2 separate regions of the Anas platyrhynchos genome follow, and region 1 is linked to region 2. The links are chromatin contacts, called in public Hi-C maps. All regions are on one chromosome and are shown on one strand. Each heading gives the region's core, a stretch centred on a gene start, on an enhancer-like site or on the middle of the called end of the contact. The rest is flanking DNA. Distances are from core to core; before and after follow the strand shown.

Evidence for each region. A called contact is a pair of places that touch in the nucleus more often than the background predicts.
Region 1: a Hi-C map of subcutaneous adipose tissue shows a contact between it and region 2, with 4 times the contacts expected there. The contact joins the enhancer-like site here to the promoter of MAP3K5 in region 2. A contact is called at or near these places in 5 of 8 Hi-C or Micro-C datasets (liver, skeletal muscle, small yellow follicle and 1 more).

The regions. Positions count from the first base shown.
Region 1 is chr3:60,614,954-60,621,528 of IASCAAS_PekinDuck_T2T, forward strand. It overlaps MAP3K5 (mitogen-activated protein kinase kinase kinase 5), which reads left to right. Exons shown (of 30, transcript XM_027454464.3): 13 at 867-962; 14 at 2,264-2,345; 15 at 4,255-4,388. All of the region lies in intron 1 of LOC119716319 (a long non-coding RNA gene), which reads right to left. Among named protein-coding and RNA genes, the nearest start is that of MAP7, 29 kb to the right of the region's middle. Within about 2 kb of position 3,893, at least 3 of the 8 cell types and tissues checked have an H3K27ac peak or open chromatin away from gene starts, as enhancers often do. A contact at or near this core is called in subcutaneous adipose tissue, where this site is marked.
Region 2 is chr3:60,541,789-60,548,165 of IASCAAS_PekinDuck_T2T, forward strand. MAP3K5 (mitogen-activated protein kinase kinase kinase 5) reads left to right here and starts at 3,213. Exons shown (of 30, transcript XM_027454464.3): 1 at 3,213-3,740. The coding sequence starts at 3,356.

The DNA.
Region 1 (6,575 bases), core at 2,643-5,142, 74 kb after region 2:
GATACGCTAGCAATCAATTACACTGAATCATCTTGACACCTGACCCTCAACATGTGACAGAATTACGGAAAGAGCACTTTCAAATGATGTTTAGTATTTTCTTTAATGAACACGGTGATGACATGTATATAGAAAAAAAAATCTGGTGAATGATTATATTTGCAAGAGCTGCAAACTACTTTGGGTAGAAAACTAGCAATTACATCAGAGTTTGTACATCTTTTATCCTGAGGCATATATGCATCCATAAGAAAATGTCATACGTATTTCTAAGTTATATTTGTACTCCTGTTTATGAATGCAAAACTGAAGGAAGGAATGGGTGGGCAAGGCTGGTCAAGTCATTCACCTATTTATTTTTTTTTAACGTTGACTTAATTTACAAATATTTTTCCATTATACTATCACTTTACCAGTTCCTATGGAACCAATTGGAAACCTCTGTGTTCAGGATTGAGCTGTGGCTTATTTCTAAAGGTGGAAGAATTCATGATTTCAGTACAAAGGCCAGCTTCCTAATGTGATCCTGAAGCAATGTTTCATCCTGACTTTAGGGCTAGCATTTAAGGCCCTTACCTAAATGCACTGGAAACAAAAATGACTCGTCAATTTAAATCATTCTTTTAACTTCTTTGCTCCTACTTTTTGTTGGTCAGCGTAGGGGACAAAACAAATGATAGCAGACAACTGAATATGAACATTGGAGGATATAAGAATATAATTTTACAGTAAGGAAAGACTATGGCTTTTTAGGTTTAATCTGGTGCTTTTTCACAATAAATATGTTGATTGGTGTGGTTTGACATAGCTGGTAGAAGCCCATATGTGTTCTTCTAATAACATATTCTACTTGGCTGTTCTTTCAGCATTTCGAAGTTTGAAGAACGGTGCTGTTTCCTGTATGTGCTGCACAACTCAGATGACTTTCAAATCTATTTCTGCACGGAACTTCACTGCAGAAGGTGTGTCATAGTTATTTCAAAAAACAATCTGCGTTAGGGTGAATGTTGTCTGCATGTACAACAGTGGCTGACTGTTTCGGAACTATGGTGAGAGCATCCTCAGTTGTCACAGTCTTTTACATGAAAGCATAGTACTACCCTAGAGATGCATGAGGTTTGAAAAGTCAGAGAACAAGCTCAGACAAATACTAGAAACATAATTAAGATTTACATTTTTATGCATTTTGTGGTATTATTTTTCGCTATTTTCCATGTTAAGGCTTACTATAAGTGTTTGCTGCCCCACATTGAACAAAACATTCTAAACTTACAAATGGGCTTTCTGAAATAGCAGTATTTGTAGTAACAACAATAATCTAGGAGATCTCGTTAAGATTTTTATTTTAGTGTAGTTGAAGTTTTTATTTCTGATTACAGAGAAGCACACTTGATGTCCTTTACATTAGCATTGCGGTTACTTAAGTATGACTGCAGGAGTATCCCTATTAGAAACTTGGAAAGGGTTTGCACAAAATTAAGGGTATTTTAGCTACTCAAAGCTGCACTTCTGTGCTCTGAGCTTAAAGGCTGTGGTCTTGAATGGATCCAGAATTGATCTTGAATTGTTCCTGGAGAGGATTTCTTGTATTCTTGTCCTTAAAAAGGCTGCAGCTGTACCAAAATTTACTGTATTACTTTATGTTAATGGCTGTGGCTACCTTGAAGCTCAATTCTTAGCTCGTCCTCTCATCAACTCCAGTCAATACGGGTTCTTTTACCGTGTTCCCTTTGTATCTGAATATTTCTCAGAAGATGAGTGAGCAGTAGCTTGGCATGATATTTTTGCCTATGTTTTTTCAAAGGAGGTAAGTCATATGTAGTGATATTTTTAAATGGGAATTTGAAAAATAACCCCCCCCCCCTTTCATTGAAACTGAAACTAGTCTTTCTGCTCTACAAAATGCTTCAGTGCTTTCATTGGATGTAAAGGAACAATGTTATAGGACAAGAATTTCACCCAATATGTACGTAGATTTTTGAAATGCGAATTCTATTGATAATTTCAGACATCATGGATGTCTCATCACATATAAAAGATGGACATTAAGTAAGTAGGGGAGGTGCTAGTTTTGCTGTTAAATCTCCATGTAAAAAATCTTCTTTTTCCTTTTTGCTGACAAATGAGCTTTTAAACCCAATCTATACTTAAATCTAATCTTTCATTTCATTCAGTACTTTAGAGAGAAGTGCTTTGTATGTCACCATGCTGTCTCAAATATGTATTTGCATTTTTTTAATTTTCTTTTTCTTGCTTTTAACAGGTTTTTTGACATGGTGAACAGCATCACTGAAGAAATAGGGAAGACTACAGAGGAAGGGGAATGTGATGGAGACTCCCTGGAGGTATATAGTGTGTTTTTTGTTGTTTTTTTAAACTTATTTTCAACCCACCAACTATTATGGGTTTCTACTCTAGAGTTTCACTAAGGGAATAAATTACTCATCCCTTCACTAAAAGAAGTTAAATGAAAGCTATGGTTTACAAAACTTTATCCCCTACTAATTATTATTTAATGATTCTTTGTAACACATCCAGGTTTTATACCCAACGTAGATTAATTGCTTATTTCAGTTAGCATACCCACTTGAGAAAGTACTCATCTGAAATTCTTCATAATTGCACTTTATTGCAAAGTAATTCTTGCTACAGTTACTTCAGAGTCTAGTCATAGTCAGGCAATATTAACATCTGTTTAAATTTATAGACTGTCTATTTCGTGCATCGCTGGAATCACATTATTGGCAGGTCATCTGCATAACAAACAAGGATATAATTGTAGTTGGGGAAGGCTTGTCCATGGTAGTTACGATATGTAGGCAAGCATTGTAATGAGCAGCAAACTCAAATCAAATGATGATGATGGTGTGGGTGGGAGTCTTTCTACCCTTAGCCTACTAACTCTCACAGCCTAGGATGCCTTACTTCTGCTATCAACCATGTTAGCTAAGTTATAGCTTGCATGTGTATGTCATTACACTATATTTCCACCTTGATTTTTTATCTGAACATACACATAGCTGAAAAGTGAATGCAAGGCCACTGAGTGCAATGCAATACTTGAGGTCTTTAGATTTTCTTGTAGGTGGCAGGAAACAAGATGGAATATTTAGGATCATGTCCTGGATCTCTGGAGACATCTGAAACTAACTGAAAAAGTCAGTATTGAATAATAAATCCAGTACTCTGTCCCAGTTTTGACGTTGGAATTTTTATAGTATATCTGAAATTGGAGATGGGACAAATGGAAACCACTAGAGTGACATGTGGGCTAAAAAAAAATACCCTATAATGAGAAACTATGATTATCTAATTGTTTTATTTTAGCAAAAAGAAAAGCAGTAGGTCACTTGATTATAGTGCGTATCTTTATGGGGAAAATTGCTAATTGTTAGTAGGCTCTTTAGTTTAGTAGAGAAAAAAAAAAAAACACAATGAAATATAGTGATGCCAAAAGATATAAGAATTAAAAATAAGAGGAATGACTTCACCCTGAGAACCTGTTGAAATATTACTAAAGCTAGTAGTGGTTTATCTGAATCTTTTACTAAAAAGATATCAATCTTCATTTGCAAGGAAAATATAAATGCTTTATTTAGTCTTGAGCTACTGGTCTCAGCATGGGAATGAGCAAGTGAAATTACATGTCTGTGTTACACAAGAGGACAGATGAGATAATCTAATGACCGTTTCTGGGCTGGCCTTAAACTCTTTGAAATTAAAATTCAGCCGAAACCATGGTTAACACACTGCAATCCTGACTAACCTCCATTGGCAGGCTCTGCTGTCTGACCTGGCACTGGCAAAGTTGGTTGTGCTGTTTTTGGAAGATGTGGTCAGGTCAGGAGAGCATCTGGAATAAATTAAGACACACTTGCTTTGTGTGTCTGGGTAGAAGCTGAAGTTCTCAGTTTGGTGCAGAGTGCCCTCTGTCGTCCTTTGCTGTCTTTACTCCTGCCAATAGGATTGCGGGTGCTGTTAAAATATATAAATGTAACTACACAGAACAGATAAAGGCCAGCTTAGCTTTTCACACTTACCTTAGATGGCTGCCTTAGAAGCCAATGCTTTCCATAAAGTCAGTGGAGTGACAAGAACATGTCTGCACAGTACTCAAATTGTCATCTTGAAGTATTTTCCTCTCTTCTGTAGTCTTAAGAAAGAAGCTAACGTCCTAGATGCCTTGGTTGTGTGCACGGAGTCAGATGAAATACATCTTACCTCTGTTTCATTTAAATGTTTTTTGTTTTGCAGTATGATTATGAATATGATGAAAATGGTGAACGAGTAGTTCTGGGGAAAGGAACATACGGCATTGTATACGCAGGACGAGATTTGAGCAATCAAGTCAGAATTGCTATTAAAGAAATCCCAGAAAGAGATAGCAGGTATGGTAATTGAGCCTTATTCCTGACTTTGTGCATTATATGCTTTCATTATTAAGTAATCTAATGAACCAAAATCTGATTAAGTGATCTGAAGGAAGAGCTCCCATCACTCTTTCACAAAGCTGTCAATAAATTGTCAGTTATATCATGGTAATTCCCTTTCTTTGTAAGGAAACATTTCCATGTTATGGAATGATTTATGATTGCAATTACTGAGAATTTGTTTTCTAGTTTTGGTCTTAGTAGTTCACAATAATTTCTCCTTCCAAAAGAAATACTGCTGAAATACAGAATCTTGCTCAAATACCTTGTGAAAAGCTCTGTCTTAAGAATGTTTATAAGAAGCATGCATACATAAGCAGGATCTTGTAAAAGAACTTCTGAAATTTATAACTTCCACAATCCTTTAAAACTCTGAGCCTGAATTGTTGATGAAGACATTGTCCTTTTTCTGTTTGAGCCTACTAATTTATTATGAAGTCCCTTCACAGTAGTACAAAACATGTAATGATCTCTTCGTCCATGCTTCTTAATGCAGTAACTTTGTCTGTGTAGTGCCTTGTTTCATTTATAATAGTTAACATGTAAAGGCCAAACATGTCATGTCTATTGTACTTGTATATCTTGAGGTTTGTAGTGTATAGTATTCTGAATACATAATTTCCACAAATATTCTGATGAAAGTGATAGCAAGTCTACACATACAATTTCTTCGCGAATAGAACTGACTTTAAAAATAACTTGAAAGTTTAAAAATTCTACAATTACATTTGTTTTTGTGGTCAAGTGTTGTGCGAGCTATTTCTTAACAGGTGAGTCAAGCACCTGGATCTTTGAAGTGCCTCTCAGATTATAAAGTATCATCAAGACTATAACTTGTGCCTCTATATTCAGAAAGCTAGGAAAAGTAGGAAACAGTTACTTCCGTGGTCGGTAAATCCCTCTTTTTCCTAATGATTAAAGAAATATTTTAATGAAGGAAGCTCTTCTGATAAATACAGAACACTACTTGTTATCAGGAGGAATAGCATACTAAGTGAATAATGGTAAAATACTGGGTGTGCCAATTGGTGTACTTTGTCCGTCATTTAAGTCAGGAATAGACTCCATATTTGCAAGGTTTTTTTTGTCTTTTGCCCATTTGACTTTTTTTTTTTTTACTATCCTGATCTAATGAATAGTTTTGCCATCAGCAGAATTTCCCATATTTTAGCAACACCTGCGGGAGCTGGTTGATGAGAAGGTCAACATGAACTGGCAATGTGCACTTGCAGCCCTGAAAGCCAACCATATACTGGGCCGCATCAAAAAAAAAAAGCAGGTTGAGAGGCATGTTTCGCCACCCTCTCCTCTGCTCCTGTGAGGCCCTGCCTGGAGTGCTGCGTTCAGCCCTGGGGCCCCCAGCACAAGAAGGACATGGATGTATTAGAATGAGTCCAAAGGAGGGCCACAAAGATGGTCCCAGGGCTGGAGCACCTCTCCTGTGAAGAGGAGGGACAGGCTGAGGGACCTAAGGTTGTTCAGCCTAGAGAAGAACAGCCTCCAGGGAGACCACATGGCAGCCTTCTAGTACCTAAAGGGGGCCTACAGGAAAGCCGGGGAGGGACTCTTTGTCAGGGAGCATGGTGGCAGGACAAGGGTTAGTGGCTGTAAACTAACAGAGGGTAGACTGAGATTAGGTATAAGGAGGAAATTCTTCAGTCTGAAGGTGGTGAGGCCCTGGCACAGGCTGCCCAGAGAAGCTGTGGATGCCCCACCCCTGGAGGTGTTCAAGGCTAGGCTGGATGGGGCTTTGGGCAGCCTGGTTTAGTGGGAGGTGTCCCTGCTTGTGGTGGGTGGGGTGTTGGAAGTGGATGGTCTTTAAGTTCCCTTCCAATCCAAATAATTCTAAGATTCTATGATTCCAAGAAATCCTACATCTTTCTAAAGAATTTTCTTAGGGATTTATTTGCTTAATTATGTAAGTTGCTCAAGACTAAATTAACTGTGTAGTTTAACAGTTCTGGGGGAAGAATTACATGCATGTTTCTGTTGCCACTCCGAATTAATATTCTGGTACAACTCAGAAATATAACCTCAGATGATTTTTGAATTTCTGAATGACTAACAAGGTAGTTGGAATGTTTATTGTTGTGCAGAGGGGTGTGACGAAACTCGAATTATTTTTAGTGCATAGACTGAGGGCTG
Region 2 (6,377 bases), core at 1,963-4,462:
AAGCATTTAATATCCCAAGGTTTGCGATAAGGTTGGAAAACAGGCAGGAGTGAAAAAAAAAGAATGGATGGGAAGGGAAAAATCTCACAGTGTCAGGCAGGGAAAGTGAGGTTAGTGGGAGCTAGAAGGAAGAGCCTGCTAGCATGGAGATGCTTCGGGAAGTTTAAAACAACAAAAGAAATGAGAGGAGGAAAAAACATTGGAGCAGAGGAAGAAAGATGATGAGATTTAGAAAGAAGTGTGTGGGGAAAAAAAAAAAAAAAGTACAAAGGCAAGAACAGTACACATTTTTCCCTTCACCATGGTCACAATAAAGGGCCTTCAAGAAATATCCATGCCCAGAAATATGTTCATATTGCTCTGGCAGTTTTTGCTGAGTGTCATTCTATGCACCATGCCATAATTCACTAAGTTGTAATTCCCCATGCTGTTACTGTTACATGAGCAGCTGCACCCATGCACGGTGGACACCAGTTTATTTACCTGTCCCTTGGTACTTAAATATTGCTCGAAATGTTTATCTTAATCATAGAGCTATCATTTTTAAAGATCGGCAGCTGACTCCCCCATAACGAAGCCCTGCCTTTTCTATATTGAATATAAAGGCTGCTTCTGATTGTCTACAGGGATAGGCTTAGTCCAACTTTTTTATGATAATTATTAGGAAAAAAATTATTTTATTATTTTTTAACTTCAGTTTAACCACTTCTATTTGCTTGTAAGAGTTCTGGACTAAAGTTCATGGAAAAAAAGGATTATTTTATGTCCTTTTGAGATCCCATTTGGATTTTTGTATCTGCAAGTTTCCTTTATTTATTTATTTATTTACACCCATAATTGAAGCATACTGGATCTTACTTTTGCAAATTCCTATAGCAATGTATTTTGGTCCATTCTATCCATCTCCAATAGTATCAAGAAATTTCGAAATGCAGAGTTAGTCTTGAATATTTTTTCTCCCTGAACTGGACACTGATGCCCAGAATACATGAAAAATATATAAATAACCTGGACAGAGTTCTGAAAATTGCACATAGACTTCAGATTTCATTTCTCTAAATCAAAATGCTTACATTGGAATTACCATTTTTTTTTTTTTTTTTTTTTTTTTTTTTTTTTTTGTCTTGGATCTTGTTAACACTAGTTTGAATAGCTTGATCAAGTCTTTGGCATCTGACGTGATGTTTTTTCACAAAAATTGCATTTATATTTACAACTGATAAGACTGGAAAGTTCTTGGGATATAGTTTTATTCTGGGATATAGTTTTAGAACTATAATTGTTTAAATCTAGAGACCAATGTTGTATAGCCATAAAAACATGGAAGGAAGAGAGGGAAATATTTCAACAAATTTACAGCTAACTACTTGTTGCAAGTTCTCGTCCTTGCAACAAGCAGAGCAGGAACAGGGTGATACTGGATTGTAATTATATGCAAGCCATCTGGTGCTAAAGATGTTAATTGCACAACACTTGAGTAACAAGGTATGCATATTTCTGATAATAAATGGGATATTATGCTGATTAAAAAATATAAATAAACTTTGAATGATTATCATCATTGTTTATTCAAAGATTGATACAGAAGAACTCCTGAAAACCCGATTGCTCACTTCGAAGAGTTAACAGATTAAGAGATATGCTTTTCCTGTATAAACAGACGGACAATTTCTGTGGGTTATTCCAGATTAATCTGCATTTTTGTTACTTTATTTATTTTCAGTTTAGGGCCCTCCCTCACTCCCAGTCAAATCAATAGAACAACTGTCTTGAATTTGGAGTGGACACAGTGCTAATAATGAAGCAGGCCTCGCAAGGCAGCAAGGCTAAGTAGAATAGCATGCTTCTTCCGTCTTCTTTCAGCCCGGGACTTCCTTCTGCACTTGACAAACATGGGTTGTTCTAGAGAACAACAGAGACATATTGTTCTTGCTTCCTGTAAGGTGATGTAACTGCAGCGCTGAATGGATTAACACTGATTCTGTGTTTTGTGGAAAACTGCTTTATTTAGGAAAACACTGATTGCCATTCTGACTGTAGCAAGAAACAATAACCTACTGTATATTGCAGATTAGCAAATATTAACTTTCCCCTGTAAATTAGTCTTTCGTTTGCTCGTCATCTTCCCACCCCATTTACCCATTCCTTATCAGCAGAAGCAAATGCCAGGCATATCTCATTGAAAATGGGGACTGATCAACGCAAATACAAGCAGGGCTACTGAAGGTACCACAGTGACTAATTTTTCTTGATTATTCCAGAATTTATCCTCTTCCTACAGCAGTCATGGAAAACAGTGGTATAGGAACAGGCTTAGTGCCAGCAAGTTGATCTGCCTCCGCAAAATCAATTGTAATAGGATGGACCTATTGATATGCCATATTAACATAATTCGGAATACATAGAGGGCTGTTTTGCTGCATGGTGCAGCAAGGGTGGTGTTGGTTGGTTGCAGTGAGGAGGGTGTCAGTGTCTCGTCTCAAGCAACAAGTGATATGACACGAGAAAACAGCCTCAGGTTGCACCAGGGGGGGGTTAGATTAGGGATCAGGAATTATTTCTTCATGGAAGGGGTGGTTCGGTGTTGGAATGGGCTGCCCAGGGAGGTGGGGGAGTCGCCATCCCTGGAGGTATTTAAAAGCTGTGGGACTAGGGGCTGTGGTTTGGGGGTGGCACTCAGTAGGCCATGCTGATGGACGTGATCATCTTGAATACCATGTCCAACCTGGGTGATCCAAAAGCTTTTACATTTCTCCTGTACCTACTTAATAGAATCCCTGATCCAATAAACAAATGAGCAAAGCAAGCGATTTCATTCTTCTGTTTTGGTCCAGGAGCAGCGCAGAGCTCTCACTACACCTCACTCCACACGCCCCCCTCACAGGCCCTCTCTCCCTCGACGGCCACCCCACCACCAACCCCAGCCGTGAAGCGCCGAGCCCCAGCCCCGAGGGGCCGCCCCCGGGCAGCAGCGGGCGGCTCTGGGCCGGCCCCGGAGGGCGGAGCGCGGCGCTGGGGCCGCCCCCGCTGGCCGCCCGTCGCCGTGCGGCTGCCGCCGGGGAGAGCCCTGCCGCGAGTGGGTCCGGGGGCAGAAGCAGCGAGCCGGGGAGCTCTGCGGGGCGGCGAGGAGGAAGGCGGAGGGGAGGGCGGCTGCTGCTGCTGCTGCTGTTGCTGCTGCTGTTGCTGTTGTTGCTGCCTGCCGGGGGCCGGCTCGCCGCGTGGCCCCGCGGGTGCCCGGGGGAAGCGATGGTGCCGGAGGCGGGCGCCGGCGCTCGCCCCCTGGGCTCCGGCAGCCCCCGCTAGCCCCGCGGGGGAGCCCCGAGCCCCGGGCAGCGGCGGTGGCGGCTCCGCAGGGATGAGCGACGGCGGCGAGGGGACCGTCAGCTTCTCGCTGCCCGGGCCCCCCCCCGGCGGCGGCGGCGGCGGCGAGGAGGGGCTCGGCCGGCGGGGGCAGGGGACCGACGGCGGCGCCCGCAGCCTCCAGCCCGAGCCCTGGGGCGACGACGGGGCCGGCGGCGGCGGCGGTGGCATCGCGGCGAGAGCCAAGGGCGGCGGGCGTCGGACGGCGGTCACCTACGTGATCAACGAGGCCAGCCAGGGGCCGCTGCTGGCGGCCGAGAGCGGCGCCCTGCAGAGCCTGCGGGAGGCGTGCGAGGCGGTGGGCGCCACGCTGGAGACGCTGCACTTCGGCAAGCTGGACTTCGGCGAGACCGCCGTGCTCGACCGCTTCTACAACGCCGGTGAGAGGGGGCCGCGGGGATACAGGGATGGAGGGACACAGGGATGGCCCGTGCTTACAAACAGCAGCCAGAAAGTTTCTCCTGAATACCTTTCTTCTTAATTGTTATTAACAGATGCGTGTTGTACACTTAGAATTAAGACCCACGCTCACCAGGCCGGTGAAGACTTCATAAAGCTAAAGTTGCAGCGCTACGTTAGGGTCTCTGTGCCACCTAAAAACTTACCGACAGGGATTTGATTTGACCTGCAACTCTAAACTTATTTTATGGATTGCCTTTACGTGCATGCAACACTTTGGCAAGTGAGCGTTTAAAAAGTTTTGGCTGTAGCTGTCTCCTCTCCTGTGGAAGAGGAAAAAAAATAATAAAATAAATATCTGGACTGTCTGCCCTGTCCACACAAGACTCAGCAGCATGGACATGCATGCGCATGTCATCTATCTGAAACAGCAAATGCTTTGCTTCGAGGGCTGCTGCTTCCAGGTCCCTGAGCTGGATGGCTCCGCAGCCATGGGCATGTCAGACCCTGCAGTTCTTAGAGATCTGGCCTTAGAGGTGGTGTTCCCAAAATTTCAGAGGAGCTGTGCTCACAGACAGAAATAGGAAGGGCACAGAGCTTCATTATAGAGCCCATACTCTCCACGTGACTGGTAAGAGAGACTTAAAAATTTTAGGAGCTTCAGTACCTCTTAACTGTAGGACAGGTACAACCTGAGAGTCTCATTCGAAGGTGTATCCTAGTGAGGCTCACAGAGCTGAATTATCTGTGATGTTCGTGTGCCTCTTGTTCATTAATTTTCGGACTGGTCTGTGCAATAGGCGGGGTCTCCATAGTTCACAAAGGCTTTTCTTGTAATGGGAGATTTGACTTGAAGTGGGCCCCTTCTAATTCTGGCAGTAGGCGTCTGGCGTCTAGCACTACATAACTGCACGCTTATGTAATATAACATTTCTTATTTCGATGGGTTTTGAGCAAACTGTGCTGCAAAGAGCAGGACATAGAAGTTTGTCTGCTCACGATCTGTTCTGTGCTGTGAGAGCTGCTGCCTAAAAGCTATGTTGTGGTGTTGGCTGTGAGGCTGGAACTTAAGTCTGGAAGGGTCTGTGGGTTTTCACGTTTCTGCATCCAATATATATTTTTAAGAACTAGTTGTTCTACTGGCTGAAAATTTCTGAAAAAAAAAAAAAAATTATGGCTCCCAGGTTAGGAACAGAAAAGCATTGAAGAGTAGAAGCTGTGTAAGCTGAAAAATGCAAACGGGGAGCAGTGTAGGGAACAAAATTGACATGGTCACGAAGGGTGTATTTATTCCACAGTTTGTTTTCTGTTTCAGTTGTCTTCCTTCCACTGGGGTGGAAAGGAAGCATTTGTAGATGGCAAATATAAACTCCTTCCCAGTATCCCCTCTCGTTCTCTATCTTGCTATGTGCTTTCAGTGATTAAAGATGCTAGTGATAAGGTAAAGAATTATCTGCACACTCCACTATTTAAAAAACTGTAGTACATTACAGTAGTACAGCATGGCTGAACATAAGTAATATTTTAACAGTAAAATGACTTCCAATTTACGTAATGGTTAATTGGTTTCATTCAAGGTACTGAGTCTTACCTAGACTCAGTGTTAGGGGCAATTAAGTCATGAGAGTAAGGAATGATGTGATGGAGCGTATTACTGTGTTTGAATGAGATAAAAGCAACAAATCTCTCAACTCTTGAAGTGTGTACAAATGAACTGGGATTTGGGGGAGGGGGAGAGAGGCAGTAGATGCAGTACAACTTTATCTGCCCATTATCAAGCCTTCCCTTCCCTAATGTCTTCTTTGTGCTTTGCATAATGTAGTCTGAACTCCTGGTGATCTCTGATGGCTCACTTCATACCTTTCACTGCTCCAAAGAGAACTTTGGGAAGTATTAAATAAAAGAAAATCTAATCTCAGATGTAAATACTCATCATCCTGTCTAAATTTGGATTAGCCTGCTAATAATCTTCTTCAGCTGGCTTCTGTCAAGTGATGGTGCTTAAATGCTGAGACATAATTAGAAATACATATGAACAGTGAGTAGGTCCTAGCTAAGTATAATGGAACCATTCAAGCACCAAATATTAAGAAATAGCCTATTCTAGCACTTTGTCGTGCATGATTTAAAGTCTGTTTGATTTAAAAAAAAAAAAAAAAAAAAGCCTCATGAGAAGCAAGTGTGGAATCAGCCTTAGTAACTGTTGGAACATTTCATACTTTTCCCACCACTTAGAAGGAGTAAGGTGAAAAAGGGAAAAATCAGTCCGATTTCTTGCAGAACCCAATGTATATGGGGTTGGCCAGCTGTCTCAGGAGCTGTTTTTTTCCATGAAGACAATATTTTTTTCTCAGCTGTGTTGAGTTCTTGCAGTTCAATTACAGGTCTCTGAAATCCAGCATAATTTCTAAACAGTTCAAGAATGTTTAAAGAGTCAGAGAGATGCCAAAATACCAAAATACAGTAGAGAAGCCTATCTGCAGTGCTGTGTTCTGAAAGTTGAAATACATTACTATTAAAGGATACTTTTTCCACATTATAATGACTTGATATTCATATCCTGTTTTTATTTTTTTTAAACGGAGCCATAAATGAGTATAGATTACTTAGTTTCTTTG